7 separate regions of the Mus musculus genome follow, and regions 2, 3, 4, 5, 6 and 7 are each linked to region 1. A link is a contact called in public HiChIP or PLAC-seq and promoter capture Hi-C data. All regions are on one chromosome and are shown on one strand. The core of a region is the stretch at or near the end of the contact, and the rest is flanking DNA. Distances in the headings are between cores, read along the strand shown.

What was found. Promoter capture Hi-C pulls out the DNA fragments that hold promoters and counts their contacts. HiChIP or PLAC-seq counts read pairs in DNA pulled down with a chosen protein or histone mark.
Region 2: a contact with region 1 is called in a promoter capture Hi-C map of pre-B cells, with 2.4 times the contacts expected there. The contact joins the promoter of Dgkeos here to the promoter of Vezf1 in region 1. A contact is called at or near these places in 2 of 39 promoter capture datasets (hippocampal neurons and pre-B cells) and 1 of 115 datasets of contacts at active chromatin or transcription factors (embryonic stem cells).
Region 3: a contact with region 1 is called in a promoter capture Hi-C map of liver, with 4 times the contacts expected there. The contact joins the promoter of Trim25 here to the promoter of Vezf1 in region 1. A contact is called at or near these places in 7 of 39 promoter capture datasets (the 3T3-L1 cell line, the C10 cell line, the HPC-7 cell line and 2 more).
Region 4: a contact with region 1 is called in a promoter capture Hi-C map of liver, with 4 times the contacts expected there. The contact joins the promoter of Coil here to the promoter of Vezf1 in region 1. A contact is called at or near these places in 9 of 39 promoter capture datasets (the 3T3-L1 cell line, the C10 cell line, the HPC-7 cell line and 4 more), 3 of 115 datasets of contacts at active chromatin or transcription factors (bone marrow-derived dendritic cells, bone marrow-derived macrophages and craniofacial prominence) and 3 of 9 other capture datasets (adipose tissue, liver and pancreatic islet).
Region 5: a contact with region 1 is called in an H3K4me3 HiChIP or PLAC-seq map of bone marrow-derived macrophages, with 5 times the contacts expected there. The contact joins the promoter of Scpep1 here to the promoter of Vezf1 in region 1. A contact is called at or near these places in 5 of 39 promoter capture datasets (the C10 cell line, cranial neural crest, hippocampal neurons and 2 more), 1 of 484 Hi-C or Micro-C datasets (B cells), 4 of 115 datasets of contacts at active chromatin or transcription factors (bone marrow-derived dendritic cells, bone marrow-derived macrophages, craniofacial prominence and 1 more) and 1 of 9 other capture datasets (pancreatic islet).
Region 6: a contact with region 1 is called in a promoter capture Hi-C map of liver, with 4 times the contacts expected there. The contact joins the promoter of Scpep1os here to the promoter of Vezf1 in region 1. A contact is called at or near these places in 4 of 39 promoter capture datasets (the 3T3-L1 cell line, liver, pre-B cells and 1 more).
Region 7: a contact with region 1 is called in a promoter capture Hi-C map of embryonic stem cells, with 9 times the contacts expected there. The contact joins the promoter of 4930556N13Rik here to the promoter of Vezf1 in region 1. A contact is called at or near these places in 17 of 39 promoter capture datasets (3T3-L1-derived adipocytes, the C10 cell line, the HPC-7 cell line and 11 more), 1 of 484 Hi-C or Micro-C datasets (cerebral cortex), 13 of 115 datasets of contacts at active chromatin or transcription factors (craniofacial prominence, embryonic basal ganglia, embryonic forebrain and 9 more) and 1 of 9 other capture datasets (adipose tissue).

The regions. Positions count from the first base shown.
Region 1 is chr11:88,066,955-88,069,636 of GRCm38.p6, reverse strand. It overlaps Vezf1 (vascular endothelial zinc finger 1), which reads right to left and starts at 1,358. Exons shown (of 6, transcript NM_016686.4): 1 at 1,204-1,358. The coding sequence starts at 1,236.
Region 2 is chr11:89,059,373-89,062,054 of GRCm38.p6, reverse strand. It overlaps Dgkeos (diacylglycerol kinase, epsilon, opposite strand), which reads right to left and starts at 1,304. Exons shown (of 4, transcript NR_110336.1): 1 at 1,232-1,304. Dgke (diacylglycerol kinase, epsilon) reads left to right here and starts at 1,307. Exons shown (of 11, transcript NM_019505.4): 1 at 1,307-2,124. The coding sequence starts at 1,670.
Region 3 is chr11:88,998,083-89,000,764 of GRCm38.p6, reverse strand. Trim25 (tripartite motif-containing 25) reads right to left here and starts at 1,362. Exons shown (of 9, transcript NM_009546.2): 1 at 683-1,362. The coding sequence starts at 1,276. Gm11496 (a long non-coding RNA gene) reads left to right here and starts at 1,329. Exons shown (of 3, transcript XR_388949.3): 1 at 1,329-1,546.
Region 4 is chr11:88,972,606-88,975,287 of GRCm38.p6, reverse strand. It overlaps Coil (coilin), which reads right to left and starts at 1,353. Exons shown (of 7, transcript NM_016706.2): 1 at 1,086-1,353. The coding sequence starts at 1,339. It also overlaps the pseudogene 2210409E12Rik.
Region 5 is chr11:88,954,108-88,956,789 of GRCm38.p6, reverse strand. It overlaps Scpep1 (serine carboxypeptidase 1), which reads left to right and starts at 1,348. Exons shown (of 13, transcript NM_029023.3): 1 at 1,348-1,496. The coding sequence starts at 1,421.
Region 6 is chr11:88,904,568-88,907,249 of GRCm38.p6, reverse strand. Scpep1os (serine carboxypeptidase 1, opposite strand) reads right to left here and starts at 1,322. Exons shown (of 5, transcript NR_045955.1): 1 at 1,206-1,322; 2 at 582-776. It overlaps Gm23507 (a small nuclear RNA gene), which reads right to left and starts at 2,129; the gene lies at 2,023-2,129.
Region 7 is chr11:88,850,289-88,852,970 of GRCm38.p6, reverse strand. It overlaps 4930556N13Rik (RIKEN cDNA 4930556N13 gene), which reads right to left and starts at 1,367. Exons shown (of 5, transcript NR_126433.1): 1 at 1,135-1,367; 2 at 688-769. All of the region lies in intron 1 of Akap1 (A kinase (PRKA) anchor protein 1), which reads left to right.

The DNA.
Region 1 (2,682 bases), core at 109-2,608:
GCGCCCAAGCTACGCGTTTGGAATTTCACGAAGTATTTAGGAAAACTCCAAAGAGGGAGGCGGGAAGGACACATTTTAAAAACGACTAGCTCCCTAACCTTCAGTTCTGAAGTTTCTGCATGTGCTTATCTCTACTGCTCATCAATGCATTTGCAAACAGAAAGGAAGCAGAGGGGGGAAAAAGTTCCAATCAGGGGTCCCGCATTAAAGTGGTAGGAGAAGGGTATGGCTGAAGTATCCGCTAACATTAGCTTTGAAGTTTCTGGCAAAAGGAAAAAAAGAAGAAGCGAAGACCCCCATACTCCCTATGAGTGACTCATCTAGGGGCTTTGTAAGCGGACTTTGCGCTCCCTCTCCGCTTCCCGTCGCCCACTGGGCCGGAGCGAACGTTCGAGCGGGTCGCGGAGCGAGACTAGCGAGACACGCTCCGGGGAAGGTCGGGCCTGCAGGAGTCCCGGCCCCCGCCGCTCCCCGCCCCCGCCCGGCCCCGCCGGCTCGGGGATTCCCCAAGCTCAATGGGACCGCAGAAGCTGGACAGAGGCGAGGGGACCAGTTGCCAGGGCTCGCCCAGGACTTGGGCTAGGAGCGGAGAAAAGTTTGCAGAGGGGAACCACGCTCGCAACACCCCCCGTCGGGTCCACCCGAGGGGGCGGCGAGAAGGGGGAGTGGCGGCGAAGCCAGAGATACCCGCTATTCGCGGGATGTGGGAGGAGGGTCAGAAAGTCAACACACAAGCACACACACACAAAAAGAGAGAGGTGACGCGAAAAGCGCAAGCGAAAGATGGATGGGTACTCGGAGCGGGACCCGGAGACCCCCTCGCTGCGCCGCGCGGCCCCGCTCGGGCGCGCAGTGGCCGAGCGGCCCGCGCTCCACAGCGGCCCGGCGCCCTCCTTTCTCTGGGCCGCGGGGTGGTGACAGCGGCCGGCCTCCTCCCTTCCCCTTCGGGGCGGGAGGGAAGGGTGTGTGTGTGCGTGTGTGCTTGGGGGGGCCCGGGTTCACCCCGAGGCCTGCTTCTCCCCCGCACCCCGCGAGGCCGCCTCCTTTCACCTCGGCGGCCGGGCTCCGCCGGAGCGGGCGGGCGGAAAAACAAAGGGGGATTAAGGCCGGGCCGGAGAGCGGAGCCGGGAGGGGAGGAGCGCCCGCCCGCCCGAGCCCGGCCCGGCCCCCCTGGCCCCCCGACCCCCCCGGGGCCCCCAGATCCTGGAACAGGAACGCGGTCCAGTTGGCCTCCATGGCTGCGGCGGCCGACCCCCCTCCTCCCCACTCCCCCCGCTCGGGGAGCCTCCTCAGGCGGAGGAGGCGACAACAAAGCGGCGGCGGCGGCGGCGGCAGCGGCAGCGGCGGCTCCTCAACATGGCAGCGCCGAGCGCGGCCACTTCCGGTAACCTCCGGGACGCACCACCGCGGCGGCGAGCGCGGGCGGGGGGGGAGCCCCGGCCCGGCCGCCGCCGCCCCCAGCCGCTTCGACCCCCTCCGGGCGTCCCCGCCGCCGGCGCGCCGCCTCGGAGCTCAGCCAGTGCCCGCGGGCGGTGGGGTCAGGGAGCCCGCGCGGGGGCTGGGGTGGGGCCGGGGGCGGGGATGGGGTGCGGCGTCCCCCCCCGCGGGGGTGTGTGATGCTGCGGTCCGTGGCTCAGGCAGCTGGAGCAGGGGGAGCGCAGGAGAGAAGATGGAGGACGCCAGGGTCTGGCGCTGGCCCGCTGGGCACAGCTGGGCTGCCTCTCGTGACTCTGCCTTGGTACCCGGCGGCGTCGCGTCCCTCTCATACCCCCAGCGGCAGTCAGGGCTTCGGTTGGTCACCTGGCTGTTCAATCGGTCAAGCACATCACAGCTTCCACCTACGAACTAGGATGCTAGCTTCTAGTGTCCCCTACCCTCGGGTATTTTTATTCCTGACCAGCTAAGCCCTCACTCAGCGCTCTTGCCATCGCCCTTTGCGTGGTCTTCCAATTTGAGCAGGGAATTCCACTAGGGTACAGCCTTAGAAGCGCCTACTGTGGAGGGAAACACTTCCCACGCGTTCAGATGTCATTACTGGGTTATTCTTGGGTGACGGGACCGCTTTCCCATCTTTCCCTTTCATTCCAGATACAGGAAATACTTAAAAACCCCTCTCCCGCCAGGATTAAAAACAAACAATAAAAACGAATGAGAAAGTATAGAGGCAAAATATTTTAGTCTTTTAGTACATTTTTCAATTCCTGCAGCACACGCACACACAAGTCAGACTTCTGGTTGGACAGCGTCAGATGTCACTGAGGTGACCCCAGCCTGTTTGCAGTTCCCAGTCGTCTGTGTAGGAGTCAGCCACTGCTACTGGTTGGAATCTGTAGATCGTAAGCCCATATGATGTCTTGAATGTTTTCTATCCTTTCCTCACATAGAGGTAGCTACTGTGAATATCAGAGACAAGCTATTATTAAACATATATCTAGTCCAAAGAATCTGTGGTGGGGAAATGAGGGGGCAGGCTCCATCTATGATATTTTTATAAAATGTTAAAAAATAAAACCAACTCCTCAGATGTGCACATTATTTCAGAACTTCAACATATTTCAAACTGACTCTTATCCCCTCCAGACAGTTTTAATAAAAGACATATCTTCAACTTCATATATATGTATGTGTGTGTATGTATGTATGCATATATATATATCATATTCATATATATATGAATGACTG
Region 2 (2,682 bases), core at 55-2,554, 990 kb before region 1:
GGTTTTTTTTGTTTGTTTGTTTTTGTTTTTGTTTTTCAAGACAGGGTTTCTCTGAACAGCCCTGGCTGTCCTGGAACTCACTTTGTAGACCAGGCTGGTCTCGAACTCAGAAATCTGCCTGCCTCTGCCTCTCGAGTGCTGGGATTAAAGGCGTGCGCCACCACTGCCCGGCTTGTTTGGTTGGTTTTGCATTGTTTTGTTTGTTTTGTTTGTCTTATTGTGTATCCCTAGTTGACCAAGAACTCGTGATAATCCCTCAGTAGAGAATAAGACCACTACCACAATTTAAAACCAAATTTAATGTAAGCTTTAATTAAATACTGGCCAAGGTGATGGACTCTCTGGCCAAGTTCATCTCGGGGTTCCCAGAGAATGGCCTCAAGTCGTGCTTTGCACGGGCTTAAAAAGGCAAAACCCACAATTCACTGCATTTCCCGTCTGGTTCAACTGGGGGCAAGCGTAAATCTTGATGTATTTCCTGCCTACATGTGACCCTGATTTACTTCCGGTCCACATGTAATCAAACACATCCGTGCAGATGGGTCAAACAAACACAAGACAAACAGGAACTTATCCTTAAATACAAACAGAACTCTTAACCTGTATGCTTTATTTTTCCTGTTTTGGTCCTCACACTATGTAGATCAGGCTGGCCCTGAACTCACAGAGGTCCATCCACATGTGGGCCACATGTCCAGTTATTTTATTATTTTATTATATTTATATAATACACTGGTAACTTTTGGCAGTCTTTGACTTGTGTTCTGAATGAACATAACACCTTCAAAAGAGCCAGTTTTCTCCATCCAGGATTCCCCGATATCCATAATCATGCCAATTCCACCTTCACCGTTGAAGAAGGGGATCAGGCTAAAGGTCAAATACTGTTAAGTCACTTATGGTAGAACTTCCTTTGGTTCTGAACTTTTGATAGTCAACCATGTACTTACTCCGCCCCTGATTTCCCTAAACCATGCCTCATTCCACACCATCTTATCCGTTCCTCTGCTCATCCTTTCCTAGATGGTCCAGACCCTTGAAGTCTTTCAACTTTCCAAGCCACCTCTTAGCCTCCGCCACGCCCTCATACCTGACCCCCTCCCACCCAAGGGGAGCGCCGCCGCGAGCCCCGCCCTACACCTGGTCCCGCCTACAAATTTTATCAGCGCAGACTCCGCCTTCCTCTAGCTCCGCCCACCATCGGAAAGCACCGCCATTGGCTTTGTCCTACCTGGCCCCGCCCAAGTTGTGGGCGCGTCAGGCCCCTCCCAGCCCTCGCCGAGCTGCCGGCCGGCGTGCGGACTGCGCAGGTGCGCTTCTCAAGCGCGGCCTCCTCATCCCACGCAGATCTCGCGGCCTGAGGGTGGGACGGCGGCCGGAGGCTTGGCTGTAGGTGGTACCGGCGACCGCGAGAGCGAACTGGGGGGTTGGGGGGGGGGTCTCCGGAGACCTCGCGAGAGAGGCACGGGCGAGGCTCAGCGCGACAGCCGTTGTGAACGCAGTGGCCGCGAGCCAAGCCTGTACTGCACGGAGCCCGCGGGTGCGACCTGCGCCTTTCCCGGGGCCGAGGCCACGCGCAGCCTCGGGACGAGCCGCAACCCCACGCAGTGAATCCGAAGGCAAGCCTTCTGGACCCGGCGCTCCATAGGCCACGCCTGGGCCTGAGAAGATGGAGGGGGACCAGCGGTCCGGCCCACCCGCCCAGAGCCTGCTCCCTGATGGCCACTTGGTCCTATGGACGCTGTGCTCCGTGCTGTTGCCGGTGTTCATCACTTTATGGTGTAGCCTGCAGCGGTCGCGCCGGCAGCTGCACCGCAGGGATATCTTCCGCAAGAGCAAGCATTGCTGGCGTGACACCGACCTGTTCAGCCACCCCACCTACTGCTGCGTGTGCGCGCAGCACATCCTGCAAGGAGCCTTCTGCGACTGCTGTGGGCTCCGCGTGGACGAGGGCTGCCTCAAGAAGGTCGACAAGCGCTTCCCGTGCAAGGAGATCATGCTCAAGAACGACAAGGCCGCAGATGCCATGCCCCACCACTGGATCCGCGGCAACGTGCCCCTGTGCTCTTACTGTGTATTCTGCAGGCAGCAGTGTGGCAGCCAGCCTAAACTGTGCGATTACAGGTATGGCTTTTATGGGAGGCAGGATTGTAAACAGTGGGTGGTGAGACCTAAATTCATCTCAGCAAATGGCCCAAACTATTCACGGCATCCCTGGCGTTTGAAGCAAGTCTCATGTAGATGTTGGTTGGTGTTTTTGTTTGTTTTTATTTTTGTTTTTACCCTTTGTGAGACAGTCTCTCCCCTGTGGCCCGGGCTAGCCTCAAACTCACTAAGGATAGCAGATGACCTTGAACTTTTAATGCTTCGCCTCCCCGTGCTGAAAATACAGGTTTGCATCACCTGAACCAGTTCATGAGGTGCTGGGTATCCAACCCAAAAGCCTTAAGCATGTTATTCAAGCTCTCTAACAACTGAATTCCACCACCAACACCACCCCTAAATTCCCACCCCTGCCAAGGCTCTTAATTTTCATCAAAGGCCTGTTTAAGTGCTGCCTGGCTCGTGGCTACTCTGTAGCATCCCACTTTACATAAGGAAGAATGAAGGGTACACAAAGAACCTTATGCCAGTCACAAAACCAATTTGTTCTTGATTTGGAACTATGAAAACAAGGGTCAA
Region 3 (2,682 bases), core at 113-2,612, 930 kb before region 1:
GGATTTCTGAGGCTCTGTGTTCACACTCACTATCCATTCACACCCTCCTCAACAGAGGCTTCTGTTACCCTTAACCTCAAGCTTCCAAGACTGCTCCATGCTCTGGACTCAACAGATCTGTGGTCTACAGGGAAAAAGGAAACCAGAAGCTGTGACTCAAAGCAGCCTGGTTCCTGCTAAGCTAATTTCTCTGGGCCTGTTTTCCTGAACTAAACAGACACAGCCCTGAGCTGTGGAATGAACTAAACAGACACAGCCCTTTCGTGCTGCCAGGATCTGAAGGGGTTGGAGAGGTAACCCCCAGGGTTCCTGGTTAATATTCAAAACTACTGAACTCCACTGGACAAACACAGACTTGGGGCAGGCACTCTTACCTGTGCCTTCCGTTGTGCTCTATGTAAAATAGAACTAAGAGGGCTGGAGAAGGCAGGCGATAATGGATGAGCGGGAGGCTATATAAAATCTACTTGTTTGGTCTGTGGGGATGGCTTCCTACTGCCCAACTCCCAGACTGCGGCCCACGGAGCCTAAGGCCATGAGGTCTGTGAAGGAATGGGATCTCTGGCCCAGCAAAGCCTATCTCCTCTAGCAACCCACTGTACTACAGGGATACCCAGGATGGCCTCTCCACAATTCAGCTGATCCAAGCTGTCCTCTATACCCTCAACCAGCCACTCCCTACCTCCAGGTCGGCGCTGGCTTGACTTAGGGTCGTAGGGGAGCAGGTCTTGTGCTCTACCAAGCAGATATGGCAGATGCACTCGCCATGCTCGGGACAAAACAATTCCCGAAGGCGGTTGTGCTGGGTACATTTGCGGCGCAGAAGGTCACGAATGGGCGACTGTAGGGGGTGATCCTGGAAGGCCGGACTGTCGAAGTGAGGCCTCAAGTGCTCCTGGCAGAAAGAGGCCATGCACACGAGGCACGTCTTCACTGCGATCTCCGTCAGGCAGTGGTCGCAGGCCACCTGGGTGGCTGCGCTGGAGGCGGAGAAGCGGGCAGGAGGCGTCCAGTCGTCCACCGGGGTCCGCGCCTGCTCGGCCTGCAGGAACTGCTCCACCACCGCGCACATTACCGTGTTCTTTTGCAGCTGCGGGCGCACCTGGTACACTTTGCGACATTGCGGGCATCGGTACGGCGGGCCCTGGACGACCCACGTCTCATCCAGGCATGACATGCAGAAATTGTGGCCGCACGGAGTGGTGACAGGTTCCTTGAAGAGCTCCAGGCAGACGGAGCAGGACAGCTCCTCGGCCAGAGGATTCAGCTCCGCCATCGCGCTCGTGGGCTCACCCGACGTGACGCGCAGGGACAGCTGCGCACCCTACCGCGCGGTACTTAAGAAGCAGCGAGGAAGGAATCGAAACTGAACAGGAGGGGCGGCGCCCTGGGGCTTCAGGAAGTCACGTGGGTCCCTGGGGGCCGGACAGTGGGCGGGAGGCTTCCCTCCTGGTGCTGGAAGCCAAAGGTGATTATGGGACCTGGGGAACTCTGATGCTCTCCACACCCCGCGGACCCGAGCGACGCACGACCCAAGGGCTACCAGGTGCAGTTTCAGAGGCACTCTGCAGATGAATTGTCGCAGGGGCTGGAATATTCCCACCCTCCTGGTCGGGGCCTACGTCCTAGCACAGTGCAGCAGAGCTTTGGAGAACATTCATCTGTGTCCCCGAGGTGTCACCAATCATCCCTCCAGAACAGGACCGGTCTTATTAAAACTCAAAGCCAAACAGAACAAAATACTGTTGACCCAGAGCTTGGTGGCTCGTGCCCGTAATTTAGTCACTTAGGAGGCTGAGGCAACAGGATTGCCGTGAGTTCGATGTCAGACCGGGCTAGAGAGTTAGTGGCCGTCTCAACATCTAAAAATAGGGTTGGGGAGATGGCTGTACAACAGAATATGAGACCTAAACACAATTACTAAAACCCTGGTTAAGACTGCACAAAATTGACACCCCCCTCCCCCAATAACATACACATAATAATTTAAGGAAAAGAAAAGAAACAAAACACAATTCTATGGACTGTGGCTGTCTTCCCCTTCCCTTCCCGCTCCGTTCCCCCTCCCTTCCCCTTCCCTTCCCCCTCCCTTCCCCTTCCCTTCCCCCTCCCTTCCCCTTCCCTCCAGCTGTGCTGCCTTTGTATGCAGCTCCCTCTTCTTTCCTGATGGTGGGCTCTGACAAATCTCCTCCCAAGCCCTAAAGGCAGGACCCTATGGTCATCCATTCAGATCTGGTGTTCCTTTTATGGTAGATGATCTTTAAAACAACAACAACAAAACCTAATATTACAAAAGTTGGGTGTCACAACTTTTGCCCCAAGTCAGCTCCAGCCACCGGTCCTTAAGCCAATTAAATGAGCCTACTTAAAAGAGGAAAACAGAAAAAAGAGACCCAGCAAACCCCTCAAGTCCACCTTCCCCGTTCTGAAGTGAGAACAGAGTTAAAACAGAAGGCAAAAATATTTGTATCTAAGTGCCAGTCCAGACCTGGTCCAGCCTACCAGTGGCCCATCATTGTCTGGGATTCAATCTCATTTGGTAAGCTGTTCTGTCCCACAAGCTGTACTAACTGTGAAATCTTTTCCCAGGAGACAAATTCTCCCTCTGGTCTCTCCCAGCATGAGATTCCAAGGAAACTCCCATTTCTCTGGGGTTCACTGTTTCAATAATGTAACAGATTG
Region 4 (2,682 bases), core at 104-2,603, 910 kb before region 1:
TCAGCCCGCCATCTGAGACAACTAAGCCACCTGCCAACTAGTCACACTGTAGTCGCTCCTGGATACTCACTTCAGTGACAACGATTAAATTCTCCTTCTTGTTGTTTTGAGACAGGTTTCTCTACCCAGCCCTCACGAGGGTGGCTTCAAATTCAGAGATCTGCCTGCCTCTGCCTTCTGAGAGTTAGGATACAAGGTGTACGCCACCTCCACTCGGGCCTCTCTCTCTCTCTCTCTCTCTCTCTCTCTCTGTCTCACATTTGTTTCTTTTGTTTTCCAAGACAGGGTTTCTCTGTGTAGCCCTGGCTGTCCTGGAACTCACTCTGCAGACTAGGCTGACCTCAAACTCAGAAATCCACCTGCCTCTGCCTCCCGACTACTGAGAGTAAAGGCGAGCGCCACCACGCCCAGCCTGATTTTACCTTTTTTCTTTTTTAAACAGCTCTCACATATGCCAGGCTGACCTATGTAGCCAAGGATACTTTGAACTCCTGATCCTCCTGTCTGTCTTCACCTCCTCAGTGCAGGGATTCCTGGTTAGCCAGCTGGGAATCAAATCTAGGGCTTTGAGATGCAAGCAGTCAAGCTACTGAAACACACAGCCTTCTGTGTGACACGTGAAACGCATTCCGATACCAATTGGATGGGACCCAATGACACCTGAATGAGACACAGAAATCCACCAGAAGTGGACACTGCCAAGGCGCTAAGGTGGGCCATTCCATACATTACTCAGAAAACATCTCTGCTTCCTGCCTGCAAGTGCAGCCCAGAGAAGGCGGGTCTGTGGCATATTTGCGCCATGCACACTGCACACAGAGCCTGGCAGAGTGAGTACTGGCCCTGCTCTTGAGCACCGGAGCTGCTCCAAGTTTAGTCCCCCTGAAATGAGAAGCGTCCCGGGGAACCCGGGGAAGGATGCTCCATCCTGGGCTGGACCACTCAGGATCTCGCGAACCTGCCTTTCCGCAGCTGGCTAGCTCGCTACCCGGATCCTGCATCCTGCGGTCCAGCAAGCGCCCCCCACCCGCACCCGCACCCCGAGCCGCGCGCCCCCACCCCCACCCCCGCGCGCTCCCGCGCACCTGAGGCTGTCGTTGTCTCTCACCAGGCGCGCGCTCTCGGCAGGGGGCAGCAGCCCCCCTTCCAGATAGAGGCCCAGGAGCGCCCCGGAACTGAAGCCGAAGCGCTGGCGGATGAGACTGATGAGATCCGTGACAACTCGACATCTGTTCAGGTCCACCAGAAGCCAGAAGACCGTGCAGTGTGGAGTGGCCGGCGGCGGGTAGTCAAATTGAAGCCGTAGCCTAACCGTCTCGGAGGCTGCCATCTTGCTCATGCTCGACGGAAGCCGAGAGGTTCCAAGGGCTTTCGCAGCGGCGTGGTCCGGCGGCCCGCCCCCAGCAGCAGCTAGCGTGCGCCGCCTGGGGGCGCAAGTAGGTCTGTAAGGCTCCCCTCGCGAGCTCCCCATTCTTTCTCAGGGCTGAACATACATGCAAGTTGACTGTCAGGATAGCTGCTACGATATCGGTTCGTGTAATTAAACAGAAACAAACCAAAAATCTATAAAATTAATAAGCAGCAAGCCTGACTCGAACCCCTGTAATAGGTTTTTACTTTTCTACCAAAAAGGTCAGGAAAGCACCAAATTGTGGTGCGTGTCCAAGCAGAAAATGAGACATTCTCGTGATGCGAGACTTAAAGTTCTCATAAGACTGTTTAAAACTCACACACACACGTCCTTGGGGGCCTCAGGGAGTTCAGTGTGTCCTCTGTCCCTGACCAGATCAAGTGCTTTCCTCATCTTGAGGCAGAACAGTATTCTGAAAGTGTTGACGGTCCAGAGAGTCAGAAAGCTAAATAAATAGGAAGATTTTCTTTAAAAGATTTATTTATTATATATAAGTTACACTGTAGTTGTCTTCAGACACTCCAGGTGGTGCCTAGGTACCCAGAGAAGACACTCAGGAACCACACCATTCACTCCAGAGCCTGCTGTTCCCGACCAGTCCTGCCTGTAGCAGGCCCTATCATCCCAGAGGGAATCATCCCCTACGGACGCCCTGTTCTAGCTTTGTTCCTTTCTCCTCAGGGATGGCTGCTGCTGGCTGCTGGCTGCTGGCCACCTCCAGTCGAGAGGTAGAATACAGTATGACGCGAGAGCAGTATTTGTGCTTTTAGGGTTATTTAATATTTATTTTAAAAGACAGCCAATTTATTTATTTATTTTCAACTAGAGAATGGGTCTCTAGGTCTCTAGGAATTGGCTGTGGGGCCCTCACTGCACATCTTGTTCCTTAGCACTGTTTCCAGAATCCTTCCTCACGTCTGGAAGAGGTGGAGGAAAAGATTAGGGGTGGATCTCCAGGCCTTCAAAGACATCTCCTGTTCTGAAGGCCAGGCCCACTGTGGCTGGGGTCTCTGGCCTTGCTACCTGAAAAGTGAAGCCACATTCCCTCAGAGTTTTCATCTCATCAAGGAGCTGGTTGTCCTTGAACAGCAGCTGCTCCTCAGGAGGCCTCTTCATGATGCCCTCAATGATGCGCTTGAGCTCCCACACCGTGCTTGACTCCTTGGCATCAGTGAAGATGGTGGTCTTCTTGTGTCGGATCACAAGAAACACAAACAACCCTGTGTCTGCTTGTGACTCCATGCACCTCACTGGACCTGAGAAGTGTCAAC
Region 5 (2,682 bases), core at 99-2,598, 890 kb before region 1:
GTGACTCAGTACCCCTAAAATATTCCGTAAAATAAAAATTTATCTTCAGACAGACATATCATACACACACACCTCTGCAGTCCATGTTTTCTTCAAATTCCTCTCCACAAGCCCTTGATACCTTCTTTTAAATAACTGCTTTGAAGATAGTATATCACACACAGTGATGTTGACCATGCTATCAAGAGAGAAAAAGTCCACTTTTTTTTTGCTGTGTTTAAAATACATAACCAAAAGTTATAGGATCTATATAGTAATTTTTTATGAATTACTAGTATATTAATGACACATGTGATTTGATAATAATATTTTCGATTCACTTTATCTATGTGAGCGTTTTGCCTGCAGGCTTATATATGCATCATATGTATGCTTGAGGAAGTGCCAGATCCCCTGGATCATGAGATGTGGAGTTCTGAATCTGTACGCCACCATGTGGGTCTTGGGAACCAAACTTGGGTCCTTTGGAAGAGCAACAATGCCCTTAACCCCTGAGCCACCACTTCAAAGTAATGGGTTTCTGAAAATAGAATCTAGACTCTTTCTTTCTCTCTTCTTTTCTTTCTTTCTTTCTTTCTTTCTTTCTCTCTCTCTCTCTCTCTCTCTCTCTCTCTCTCTCTCTTTTTCTTTCTTTCTTTCTGTTTTTTTTTTTTTTTTTTTTTTTTTTTTTTTTTGAGACAGGGTTTCTCTGTGTAGCCCTGGCTGTCCTTGAACTCACTCTGTAAACCAGGCTGGCTTGGAACTCAGAAATCCACCTGACTTTGCCTCCCAAGAGCTGAAATTAAAGGTGTGCGCCACCACTGCCCAGCTCTAGTCTTAAAAGACCTGCTGGTTCGTGCTTTAATCTGACTTCATCTTTTCAGATGCAATTTTTTAAAATTCTAGGCCTGAGACTATGGAGATGGCTCAGTAATTTAAGAGCACTTGTTGGTTTTCCAGAGGACTCAAATTCAGTTCCCAGCATCTGCACCGGCCACTCAAAAAGCCCTGTAACCCTAGCTCCAGAGAAACCCACTCCTTCTGCATAAACCCACACATGTGGCATATACATTCATACACACATATGCACATAAAATAATAAAAACAAGTCTTAAAAGATAAAACATAAGCCTTTTGTCGGAGAAGACAAACACGGGCCGGGCTGAGGGGATGGTGGTTATCCAGTTGTAGTTTTCTCAATTCTTCCCTACTTAGTAACCAAGGTCAGATGACATATTAACTGCCTCCTTTGTAGCACCTCCCTCGAGAGCCCTTTGTAGGAGGTCCTGGGTGGGTCCGACCGGCAGAGGGAGCGCGGAATCCTTAGGAGTGTCAGGGCCCACTTAGGCTCCGCCCCTGACTCCGCCCAGTCCCCGCGCAAGCCGTCACGCGATGGCCTTTGGCTCCTGCCTGTTGCTGATGTTGCGGCGGGGTTTTCATCATGGAGCTCTCGCGGCGGATCTGTCTCGTGCGACTGTGGCTGCTGCTCCTATCGTTCTTACTGGGCTTCAGCGCGGGTAGGTTCGTGAGAAAGACGCACCAACGGTGGGTGCCTCCTTCTCGAATTTGTTGATGCGTTCGCGTTTTTCTTTTTCTTTTTTTTAAAACACATTTCTTTCTCCCGCTTCTTCCCTTGAGAAATTTATATTGTTTCTGAACCTCTTAATTTTTATTTGTGTCTTAATTCAAAGTGCCTTTTCCTGCCCCTTCCTGATGCAGGGTGATTCCTGGAGATGGAAGTGTTTGTACAGAAACGTATGGTTTCAGGAAATTGCTGATGAGTGAGACTTCACGGTCTAAAGGCCACCTCCCCTTTCTCCTGTGGTTAGCTGCCTAGTGACGTTTTAGGGTCATTTGATTGAGCTGAGATTGGAGGCCAAAGAGACCTCTACAAATCCTTGCTTTGAAACAAAGCCTGCCACCTCTGCTGGTTTAGAAGAGACAAAATATCAGCTGACTGCTCTGGCCTATTTTTGGGCAAAAAAGAATTTTGTTTTGTGGAATGACTTGCAAATTGGCACATTTTCTTTCTTTCTTTTCTTCTCGTTTTTTTCCTTTTTTTCTTTTTGTTTGTTTTTCCAGACAGGTTTTTTTCTGTGTAGCCTTGGCTGTCCTGGAACTCTCTCCATAGACTAGGCTGGCCTCGGACTCTTACCTACCAAGTGTCTGGATTAACTCTCACTTTATTAAAGGAAAAAAATATATTTTGTCTTGCCTCCATGTCTGTCTGTGTACTACTTGTATGCCTGGTGCTCTGAGAAGTCAGAAGAGGGCTTTGGATCTCAGGAAAGCGAAGGTACAGAAGTTGTGAGCTGCCATGTGAATTCTGGGAATTAAACCCAGGTCCTCTGGAAGAGCAAGACAGTGAGAAAGTGATCTTACCAGCTGAGCCATCTTTCCAGCCTTTTAATTTAATTTCTTTCTTTCTTTCTTTCTTTTTTAATTTGTTTTGTGAGTGTCAAAGGGTGTGTGTGTGTGTGTGTAGTCAGAGGACAACACGGAGAAGTCAGTTTTTCTATGATGTAGCTCCCTGTGACTGAACTAAGGGTGCCAGGCTTGGTGGCCACTGTCTTTTATCTCCTGAGTCATCTCACCACCCCTGATTTTCAGTCTTTTTTTTTTTTTCAAAGATTTATTTATTTTATGTATATGAGTACACTGTAGCTGTGCAGATAGTTGTGAGCCATCGTGTGGTTGTTGGGA
Region 6 (2,682 bases), core at 73-2,572, 840 kb before region 1:
TATTTATTTATTTATTTATTTATTTATTTTGGTTTTTTGAGACAGGGTTTCTCTGTATAGCCCTGGCTGTTCTGGAACTCACTTTGTAGACCAGGCTGGCCTCGAACTCAGAAATCCGCTTGCCTCTGCCTCCCGAGTACTGGGATTAATGTTTTTATTTTTTAATTTAATTTACCATCAGTGTAGGGGTGATACCTGTGTGTGCATGTGTCATATAGCCTGCACATGTAGATCAGAGGACAACTTGCAATAATTGGTTCTCCTCTTCCACCACGTAGATTCCTAGGATCAAATTCAGATCCTCAGGTCTATGTGGCAATTGCTTTTTCCACTGAGCCATTTTAAAGGCCCTTGTTATTTTTTTTTTTCTCCTGCCTCTGCCTCCTGGGTGCTGGGAGCAAAGGCATGAGCCACCCATGCCCTAAGGCCTCTCAATTCTTAATTATCTGTCCTTCCTCCTACTCTGGGTTCTGGAATGGCTATGTTCATTCATGCCCAGGCAGCTAGCTCCTGATTCTGGAAAGAATGGAGAACAGGGGGTAAGACATGAGGTTTGAGCAGATTCTGCGAGGTTATGGTACCTTTTGAAAAAGTAGTCTTGGACTGGCGAGATGGCTCAGCGGGTAAGAGCACTGACTGCTCTTCCGAAGGTCCTGAGTTCAAATCCCGGAAACCACATGGTGGCTCACAACCACCCATAATGAGATCTGACGCCCTCTTCTGGTGTGTCTGAAGTCAGCTACAGGGAGCGGAGTTGACCGGAGCAAGCAGAGGTCCTAAAATTCAAATTCCCAATAACCACATGAAAGCTCACAACCACCTGTATAGCTACAGTGCACTCACATACATAAAATAAATAAATAAATCTTAAAAAAAAAAAAAGAAATAAAAAGGAAAAAGTAGTCTTGATCAAGAGACCACAGGAGTGGCCTTATGGTAAAGGTAACAAGCCAGGTCCACTCCTAGCTGGAATCTCTGTATTCCTCATCAGTGAGATCTAAGCTGGGCCTGAAGCTCCAGCTGCTCCTCCTGCCCTGCTAAGATGAACCAAAATAAATCCTTCCTTTCCGTTGCCTCTTGTCAGGTATTTGGTCTCAGTGACAGAGAATGTATCTAATCCGGATGTTCAGAACACAGCATAGAACATCATTTCCAAGACTGGAAGAGACAATGTCCTTCTTTGCCCATGTCTTTGTACTGCTTACTTATTCTGCAGGGATCCGTGTCTCCTCCAGGCAACTTTGTGGAGAGTTGCACTTCCAGGAGATAAGGATGCAGAGCTAGCCAGCAGCCACCAACCGGAGGCAGAGTCTCCTCTCACTAAACTTTCTGGTGAGACTTAAGGCTCAGCTGACAGCTTGACTATGACATCATAAGAAGCCAGAGGCAGCTTGCTAAGCCTCACCTGGACTCCTGACCTAGAAAAACCATTAGGTAACAAAAGCTCTGTTGCTTTAAGCCATGACCTTTTGGGGCAAATTGCCACACAGCAGGAGGCAACCAAGGAACTGCCTTGTCTCAGATTAAAAGAATGATGGTTGCTGTTAAGCTGGTGTGGAGGCAGGAGGATCAAGAGTTCAAAGCTAGCCTCAGCTACGTGGCTGAGCTACAAGACACTGTCTCAAATGACAAGAATGAAGCGTTGGGAACAATAGAGCCTGGGGTAGATAAGAAATGTTAATGAAAAGCTGGGCTGAAGAGATGGCTCAGCTGTTAAGAGCACTGACTGCTCTTCCAAAGGTACATACTGCGTTCAATTCCCAGCAACACACGGTGGTTCACAACCATCTGTAATGGGATCTGATATCTTTTTCTGGTGTGTCTGAAGACAGCTACAGTGTATTACACATAAAATAAAAGCCTGCAAGGGTTTGGCTTAGTGTGTGTGTGTGTGTGTGTACACTCATGCTCTGTGAGATGCTAACAGAAAGACAAATGAGGCAACTTCTTTCCTGGGGTACATGTGTCCAGGGATATAATGTATAATTTAATTCTTATTTTATTTATTTATAAACATATATATATATTCGTGAATGCTTCACGAATTTGCGTGTCATCCTTGCACAGGGGCCATGCTAATCTTCTCTGTATCATTCCAATTTTAGTATATGTGCTGCCGAAGTGAGCATTGATTCTTTTTTTTTTAAAGATTTGTTTATGTTTTAGTACACTAGCTGTACAGAGGTTATGAGCCTTCATGTGGTTGCTGAGAATTGAATTTAGGACCTCTGCTTGCTCTGGTTGGCCCCACTTGCTCCAGCCCAAAGATTTTTATTTATTATTATAAATAAGTACACTGTAGCTATCTTCAGACACACCAGAAGAGGGTTTCAGATCTCATTATGGATGGTTGTGAGCCACCATGTGGTTGCTAGGATTTGAACTCAAGACCTTCAGAAGAGCAGTCAGTGCTCTTAACAATTGAGCCATCTCTCCAGCCCGTTGTTTTTTTGTCTGTTTGTTTGTTTGTGGTTTTTTTTTGGTTTTGATTTTGGTTTTGGTTTTTCAAGACAAGGTTTCTCTGTGTAGCCCTGGCTATCCTGGAACTCACTCTGTAGACCAGGCTGGACTCGAACTCAGAAATCTGCCTGCCTCTGCATCTCAAGTGCTGAGATTAAAGGTGTGTACCACCACTGCCCTACATATTCTTATTTTCTAAGAGAAGAATGGCCATACACAAAG
Region 7 (2,682 bases), core at 118-2,617, 780 kb before region 1:
AATGTTGTGGAAGGTTCAGAGCTTCTCACTCATTTCTGCCCTACCCTGCCTGGTACTTGGACTTGTCAATACATATTTATTGAATAGAGTTTTTCTCTTCTGCCTTTGTGATTTCTCCGTTGCTGGCATCGTTAGCCACACATCAATATCTTTCCTTACTTACCTCTTGTGAAGCCACATACCATTTGGTTTTTATTTGCTTGGTCTTGAGACAGGGCCTCTAACTCGTGATCCTCCTGTCTTTTAAGCAAGCCTGTTGTCAGATCACTGCTCATATCTTTGGAGCAGGCCTGTGTGGTACCTTCTGTGGTGAGGTGAGAACTCCATGTACCCAGGAGTGCATTCCTGAATCTGCTTTGTAATCACCCCCTAGAGCCTGACAGAATTCTCTCGTAAAAACCAGGCAATAATAAAGAGACCAAGATGGGGGCCAGGAGGGACTGGACACAGCCTTCAAACTTTTCAAAAACCACACCCCTGTGCAAAGGCATGGTGGTGCATACCTTTGATCCTAGCATTAGAGAGGCAGAGGTGGATGTCTGAGTTCCAGGACAGCCTGGTCTATAGGACAGCTAGGGCTACACAGAGAAACATTGTCTTGAAAAAAAATACTAAAAAACAACAATAACAATAAATGGTTGTGCTTAAAACAAACAAACAAACAAAACCCCCAAACCACACCCCTACCTGAGATGAAGTAACTGGGGAGACCACTGTAGGAGAGTTTGCTTTCTCACATCACTAGAAAGGACTGAGGCGCTGGACCTGTCTGCAAGGAGAGGTGGACACTCTGTTCCTGATTGGTTGGTTGGTTCCTTTGTGTTACCAAGGTTTTTTAAATTTTATGTGTGTAGGTATTTTATCTGCATGTGTGTATGTGCACCACGTGGATACAGTGCCTTCAGGAGGCAGAAGAGGGCATCAGAGCCTCTGGGACTCCAGTCTAAGAAGGTTTTGAGCCACGGTGTGGGTAGTGAGAATTGAACCCAGGTCCTATGTAAGGGCAGCCAGTGCTCTCAACAGCTAAGCCCTTTTAACCAGATTCTTTAAGCTGGAAGTTAGTTAACTACTGATTGGGCTGGCAAGGAAGATCCCATGCTTAGAATGGGAGTTTTAGTTTCCAGCTCGTCTTACCTGGGCCTCTCAGTTCTAGACCTTAGCTTTCCTTTTTGGCCAGAGAAGTTTCACCAAGTGGGTCTTGAGCTTCTGCCCTCCTGCTGTGGAGCAGGCTGAGAAAGTGTTCCAGGGTGTTGGTTGGGGAGATGGCTCATCTGTACCTGTGCAAGGAGTTAGTTACCCTAGGGTGAATCTGTCTGTCTTGTCTGCCAGTCTACATACCTGCACTGGCTGGCTTGCTGCCCTGTAAGGCCATCACAATAGAGGTGTAGGGCTAACCTTGGGCGGGCCAGCCAGCCCATTATGAGCTAACACGGAATCCTGATGGTGCTCGCATGAGTCAGCTTGCTCAGACCCCCAGGGATGAAGGGAACACCCGGGCTAGGCTAAGACCAGCGGGCCTGAGGCATGGCTCCATCTCTGTGACCCTGGGCCTCAGCCATGCTGCCGCGGGAGAGTGGCCCAGGCTCACCATCACCCCCAGAACTGCACTCTGCCAGCAAGGTTGGTGCTAGGCAGGACCTCTCATGTCCTGGGATTTTCTGGGGAAACCTTCTAGTACTTGCTGTCACCCAAGCTGTCGCCACCAGCGTGTGGATATTTAAACTGACTTTACATAAGACTAGACATTGAGGTTTTTCAGTCGCATTTGTCATACTTCAGTGCTCAGTAACCTCCTATGGCTAAGTGCCTGACTGCCAGTGTTGGCCAGAAATCACATGGGGATCGCCGCAGTCAGCCGTTACCTCTGGTGATCTGCCCCACTTGACGAGACTGCCAGGCCTTCTCGCCAGTTCTTTAGGTCAGCTCCTAGGACACCTTCAGGCTCTGCCCAGGGACTTTGCTCCCCTCTCCTACCCTTAAAAACATCAGAACCATAAAAAGGTCACCTCTCCCCTGTATCTGTAGCAGCCTATAGAAATCCTTGCCTTAAAGATTAGCTTATTTTTATTTTATGTGTATGAGATGAGCTTTTGCCTGAATATATATGTATGAGCACTGCATGTGTGCCTGGTACCTAGGCAGGCCAGAAAGGGGGGGGGTCATCTCCTGGAACTGATGGCTATACACTTCCTTATGTGTCCTGGGAAATGAACCCATGTCCTCTGGAAGAGCAGAAGTACCCTTCACTACTGAGCCATCTCTCCAGTCCTTTTTTTTTTTTTTTTTTTTTTTTTTTTTTTTTTGGTTTTTCCAGACAGGGTTTCTCTGTGCAGCCCTGGCTGTCCTGGAACTCACTCTGTAGACCAGGCTGGCCTCGAACTCAGAAATTCACCTGCCTCTGCCTCCCGAGTGCTGGGATTAAAGGCGTGTGCCACCACGCCCGGCTCATCTATCCAGTCCTAATCCAGATCTTTGAAAAAGTTTTTCTGGGCTCCACCGAGACTTGTGTAGGTGTGTGTGTGTGTGTGTGTGTGTGTGAGAGAGAGAGAGAGAGAGAGAGAGAGAGAGAGAGAGAGAGAGAGAGAGAGAGAGAGAGAGAGAGAGAGAGAGAGTGAGAGTGTCTCCGAGATAGTCTTCTGGTAGATCATCTGCTCCTTAGGAGCAGCAGAGCTGAGAGCTCAG